Linked DNA regions of Gossypium hirsutum: region 2 is linked to region 1. A link is a contact called in public Hi-C data. All regions are on one chromosome and are shown on one strand. Each heading gives the region's core, a stretch centred on a gene start, on an enhancer-like site or on the middle of the called end of the contact. The rest is flanking DNA. Distances are from core to core; before and after follow the strand shown.

Region 1 (3,381 bases), core at 12-2,511:
GAATCAACCGTAAACAACCGGAACGAACAATGGCTCGAATACACCCATCCATTACTCTCTAAAACCCCTAAGGAACCATTGCACCACGGATTCCGACATGGAAAATCCGGTGCCAGGCATCGATACCGACCGTCGTTACTAATCCGACAACCATCATTCTTACCATGTCTAGTCCATCTACCAGACCAAACATCTCTATTGAAATCAGATTTTTGACAAATTTGCAATTCAGGCAATTGAGTTTTAGTCCTAAAGAACCTAATCTTCATATGGCGCAATTGTTTATCATATGCAAATCTTGCAGGTGAAAATTTAAGACCTTGGAAATGTCTAAAAAGCAAAATAATAGTGAGATTATAGTCACCGGCAAAATCAGGATGAACTTGAAGTGAAACTGAGTAAGTACCATTCCCAAAATCTTTCACCAAAGGCCTTGATTTCCATGAATCTCCTGAAAGATCAAATTCAAAGTAATCCCCACCTAAACAACGACCATTCCCAGATTCATCCACTGCTTGAAACATGAAATAATGGAGTTCACCAGCTGATAACTCCACTAAATCATCCTTATCCAAGCCAGGAATCTTGATTTCCACTGTTTTAGAGTCCTTACAAGGCTCCCCTCCTTCAGCCAGCCACCTACTCAACAGATTTGCAGTGAAGTTGTTCTCAAGCTCAGCTGAAACCCAGTTCAAGCTTGATTTTTTGGTTTCAAGGGAAGAATTAACATTCAAAAAGGGGAAATGGGTAGTGTTTAAAGTTGGATTTAAGGTAATATTTCGAAGAGAATGTGAAAAATTTTGGTGGGTTTGATTGATATTAGCAAAGGAGTTAACTTTCAGGGTGATGTAATCTTGTTTAAACTGCCACGATTGGACGAAGGTTTTGATGGTGCAGCCATCTATGCTCCAAACCACCACCATACCAACCAGAACCAAAGCTGTTAACAAACCAAGACGCCATTGATGAACTGGAACAAAGCTCCCTCCTTTCTCCGGCATCTTTAGAGAAAAAAAAACAAACAAAAGAAACCCTTTTTTCTTTTTACCACCAAGGAAGAACGATGAAATCTGTTTTTTTTTATTCAAAAAAAGACAACCAAGAAAGACTATAATTTGACGACAAAGCACATTCCAATAAAAGTTTTGATTTTATCAATGAAAATAAATTGGAAAAAAACGAGGGAAACAACTGTAAATTTGTTATTTTCTTACCGAATATGCTCCAAAATAGATGGCTTATGAAATCAAAGAAAATTCTTCCCTTGTTTCTCTTTTAAGTGTATACGTGTATATATAGTATTAACTCATTTATATTATAAAATTAGCGTCCTACATTAACAATAACTTTTTAAGACCAGTTTGGTTTTATTAGGATTCTCCCATGTCATGGTGAAAAAAAAACCTTTTTTTTTATAAAAAATATATATTGATTTATACCATTATAATTAAATTTAATATAATAAGTTAAGTTGATATAATACAATTTAAATTAAATTTATAAAAATAACTTTAAAAAGGATTTTAGTCTTCTAAACCTCAATAAATAAGTACTAAAATATACTTATTCTTTGAAAAATAGTTTTTCATTTAGTGTCATCAATTTGTATCTATGTTTATATAAATTGGCTGATTGAGTTAGTATCACAAGTAAACTTAACACTAATTTAGTTGTAAAATCATTTAAATACTTTGATTTAAATGAAAAATTTTTTCATTTAGGCCCTTTACAATTTATTAAATTTTAAATTAGTAATGGTAAAATTATACTTTGGCTTCCAAAAAATAATAAAAATTTGATTGAATTCTTTAAAAATTATAAAGATATAAACTATTAAAAATTATAAAGATATAAATTATTAAAAATTATACTTTGCCACTGATAATTAATATTATTATAAAAGTACTTTTAAATTTTAATATTTTTTATAATATTTCAAATAAAATAATAATAAAAAATTGATTTGAGAATCAATCACAATGCTAATAAATTCAAATAGAAATCTCCTACTACTACACTAATAATCATTTGTTGAAATAATTTTATAAGTATATTTTTTTAATATTTTTAATAGTTGTAGTTTAAGAATTAACAGCATACACTACTTGAAAAAAGGAATTAAAAAATAAAAATAAGATTATATTTTTTATAAATTATTGATGATAAAACATATCATTTTCCATTAAAATATGTCAAACATTTCTTAGGAAATAAACATAAGTTATTACTGCTTTTTATAGTCAATATTAAGAGTGAGTTTTTTTATACATGATATATAAAAAATTTCAATTTTCATAATTGATGTAAAAAATTCAAAATTTCCAAGTATGTTTGTATATATTTAAAAAATATATATATTTTAAGTTTTATTTTTTTAAAATTTCATGAAAAACATATTTTTTTAACGTGAAAAATAATTTTTCATTTCAAAAAGTTGTTTTTTTTTCTTTCTGAAAATAATCTTTAAAGAAAATTTACGAAAGAGAAATACCGGAAAAGCAAATCTTAATGAAATCAACTGAATTTTCAGAAAGGGATGATAACTTTTGCATGTTGCCGATAATACCCTTATCATTAACAGGAATGACAGCGAGGTACATAATCTAGAAGCGCCCAATACGGCACCGAGACGGGAAAGAGACAGGGTTGGGAATGGCGTCGGTGTGTGGGGTAGGGGATGGGCACTAATGTCAATTCACAATGTTATTAAATATGGTTGGCAGAATTTTTATTTTCCTAAGTGAAAAAATGCTCACATGATGTGTTGGGACATACAAAAAGGACAAAAGGGCTGTCTTTCCACAACAGTATCTAAGGGAATGGTTGCATGTTCCATCATTTTGTAGGTCTTTTATTTTGTAGGTCATCATTAGAGAGAGAGAGAGAGAGATTTAAAGTAGTAAATTAAATTATATAAAGTTAATGTGGATATGGATTTAGGGTAAATAACCTATTAGTCATTAAATCAGGGATAATTTTTTATTTTAGTCATTTAGCTAAAAATAATTATAATTTGGTCATTAAATTATTCAAAAGTTTTTATTTAAGTTACTGACCTATCAATTTTTTTTAAAAAAAATAAAGTGTTGCCATCGAGCTCTAAGCGACAATTTGATGATTGGTATCATGAATCAATACCCATTGACAAATAGAAGAACATACCTTAGATCCAAGTGGATTTGACAGTCAATACTAGAGACCAAAGAAAAAAACTATTTAAACTTTGGTTCATAGATCTGAGATGTCCAAAGTTGTTATAAAAAAAATTAGACTGTAGAAGAGAAAGAGAAAGAGAGCTTTTGATTGGTACAGGCAATGCGAACAGAGAGAGCCATATAACATCGATTTTAACAGCTTAATGACTTAAATGAAAACTTTTGA
Region 2 (3,535 bases), core at 510-3,009, 48 kb after region 1:
ATCCACTACTTTCAACACTTACAACAAGTGATCCTAATCTATCACACACCCTATGACAATTTACCTCACATTTATACCTTGAAGACTAGATACTCTCACCACTAAATTCACCCCTTGTGAATTTAGCAAGTAAAACCACAATAAAAAGGTTCTATTATCAATATGCATACATACAATAAGGTTCCTCACTTAGAATAGGTTAGTGGCCCAATTCTCTCTGTTCATAAACCTACACAAGTTCTCAATTATAAAAAAATTTATCCAGACTTGCTTACATAAAAAGATCTATCACAATCCCTATAAAACAAGCACTATATAAGCTAAATACAACATAATAATAATTAACAACATAAACTAGGATTCTTGGCAGATAAGTCTTTAGTGATTCAATCTAATCCAACTTCATTGATTCAAAGGATTAAATAAGGGTAATCTTATTCAATCCAATCACTAATATATGATTTTCAAGTGATATGATTTTCCATAACGGGCTAGATATCGTCTATATAATCATCATAGCCCAAACAATCAGTTCAATAAATTGCCAACAGGAAACTGTCTCCATATAGATTTGGTGGGTAGGGGAATGAGCACTCCCCCTAACACCAAATTTTAGTTTCGTATTTTTCAACAGATAATGATATTAGTGAAGTATAATTAAAAACAAATTTCGATGTATATAATTATATAAAAACAAAATTTATTTTACAATGGACATTTAATATCGTGAAGCATAATTTTAAAATTTATCTCTAAAAATATATACATATTAACTTCCAATGTTTTTTAATATTTTTTTATATTCACCAATTGAATTCATTTATAACTTTTTTTCTTTTATATTAGTATTTATATAAAACTATATTTTATATTAATTGTCAAGGATTTATGATACATGTTTGCCATAGTCGTGATAATAAAAAATTTGCTACAGTTTTTTGGATTTTTTTTCTCTAAAATATTAAAAAAGAAGAAGAGAGATTTGCTCACTTTTTTGATATTCTTTTTAAAAAAATATCATCGTCAACAGGAGTCATCGGTTTTCGATCTTTGGTTTGTAAAACATTTTACCGTAGAAGCCATTTTTAGTGCAGAAGCACGAATCTAGAAAATATTTTAAGAAATATTGGTATTGAGTTTTTAAAAAGTTAAAATATAAAATTATTATGTTTTAATTTATTATTTCATTATATTTTGAGAAAATATTCTATAAATTTATTTTCATCTTGAGAGACAGCATAATATTATCATATATATAAATTTATAATTTAATAAATTTTAAGAGGTTAAAATATAATTTTTTATTTTTAGAAGTCAAGACCATAACTTACCCTTTAGATTCTCTCTTGAGGTGAAGCAAAACAAAAATAACTTTCGAGAAATTAATTATTTTTTATATTTTGGCTACATATTAACTCGATTGATATTAATATAATTATTAATATGGGAGATGGGAAAATGTGATTCCAAAAAATACATTTATTTTTTCGTTTAGTGTTGAGGAGAGGCTAATAGTTCTGATAGTGTATAAGAAAATAAAATAGATATTTAAAAAAATATTATATTTAGAACAGTTTTCACCACGTCAAAAGAAAAAGAGCAAAGTGAATGGAAAAAGGCCAAAAGCAAAAGCATAAAAAGAAATGAAATTAGGATTTGAGATTGACTGAAATTCATCAAACAAACACACACACACCTGTGAAGTGTGAATACAGCCAAGCAATGACTGTTTTTGGTTTTACACAAATTAGCTCAGCTGGCTGCCCTTTCTTTTTCACTACTCATCCTTTTCTGCATAATAAGAACAGCCTGTAGACCAAACCCATTTGCTTTGCACCTCCCACCATTTTTGGATTTTTCAATCTATTTCCAAAATTTTACTTAATAAGTTATTACAAAAAATAAATTACTTTAATAAACATTCAATTTTTTAGGGTTTAGCAGTCGATAGGTTTGAGGGTGGGCCCATTATGGGTGAATTGCCAAATTAATGGAGCAGAAAACTTGAAATGTGTGAAGCTTTGCCCAACAGCTGTTTTTTTTGGATACACATTTATTTATGTCCCTTATCTGCTTCAATAATTTTCAACGGATAGTGGGATTCAATAATTATTACATGTCTACAAATTTGTTTTATAATTGAAGTTAATGTTAAGATTTACGTTTCAGTTTATGACTTTTTTGCATTAATAAAATATTGACCTAATAAGATTCTGCTAAATATTAATTTTAACTACCATATTAATTAATATATAATTAATGCTACTTTTATTATTATATTAATAAATTAATTTTAATATCAATTTAGTAATCTAATTAATAATAAAAGATATTATTATCAGTTTAAAAATTTCTCCAAAATGATGCTTTTATATGTATTATAGATACTCAATAATTTTCTATTAAAAACAATAAAAATCTATTAGTTATACAAAACATTTCATTTCTTATTAAATAAAACTATAAATTGCTTTAGAATTCTAATATAATCTTTATGTTAAACATAATTTAATTTTCAATTAATATATCTAATTTTTTGTTAAATTAAAAGCAGTCATATTGTAATTACAAAGAATAGATCTAAATAACTATAAGTAGAATTAATCATTATAATACATTATTAAAATGATAAGAAAAATATATCTAAACCTAAATCAGAATGAACCTATACTTGACCGAAATATGATGGGATATAAACCAGAATAAATACTTGAATATTACACCCTAATATTCTAAGGGCCTTAACTTATCCATTAACTTATGATTTCATTAGTTATAAGTTTATTTAATTTTTTTTATGTAAGTACATGTTAATTACTTAAATTTTAATTATATACAATAAGTTTATAATGATTTTTTTATGTTTTATCAATTTATTTTTCATTAAAACCTTCAAAATGATGGCAACTAATTAATTAGTTACCATTAAATTTTAATTATAAATAATAATAACGGTATAGTTGTTATTATATTTGAAATTTGTTCAGAAAGTAGATTTTAAGAGAGCTTATGAGGGCATTCTTAAAATCATAAGTATAAATGTATTTTACTCTAAACCCAATGGGAAGTGTCAGTAGGCACTGTAGAAATCATAGGTGTAAGTGCATTTTGTACTAAACCTAAGAAAAGTAAGAGTATTTTACACTAAAATGTTAGGAGGTGTCTTTTACGGGTAACTGCTCTTGATGTGATGTTTATTTTACTGATAAGATCACTTAAATTATATTTAAACCTTTATTCTCCAAAATTAAATTGAACTCAGAATAAATTTAAAATTTTTTTGCATTTAATTTCATTATTTTAGCCAAAACATTATTTATTTTTATATCAATTTTTAAAAGTATATTTACATATTATTTTTTCTACTCATGTCATAAGTGTCTCACAAAGCAATATATAAAAAATTTCGTTTCGCCGATTACCTACCAAAAGATGCTAGTTTACACCTATTTATTTATGAATAGTCAAACTATTAAATACCTTAGAAATTACTTTAAAAAATTACCTTACAAATTTCTTGTAAAGTGTACAACCA

Evidence for each region. Hi-C and Micro-C count contacts between places; a contact is called where the count stands out from the background.
Region 2: a contact with region 1 is called in a Hi-C map of leaf, with 1.8 times the contacts expected there. The contact joins the enhancer-like site here to the promoter of LOC107891973 in region 1. A contact is called at or near these places in 7 of 34 Hi-C or Micro-C datasets (callus, fibers, leaf and 1 more).

The regions. Positions count from the first base shown.
Region 1 is chrD09:28,415,207-28,418,587 of Gossypium_hirsutum_v2.1, forward strand. LOC107891973 reads right to left here and starts at 1,262. Exons shown (of 1, transcript XM_016816907.2): 1 at 1-1,262. The coding sequence starts at 1,001.
Region 2 is chrD09:28,462,707-28,466,241 of Gossypium_hirsutum_v2.1, forward strand. No RefSeq gene overlaps it. Among protein-coding and RNA genes, the nearest start is that of LOC107891971, 43 kb to the right of the region's middle. Within about 2 kb of position 1,760, at least 2 of the 9 cell types and tissues checked have an H3K27ac peak or open chromatin away from gene starts, as enhancers often do. A contact at or near this core is called in fibers and leaf, where this site is marked.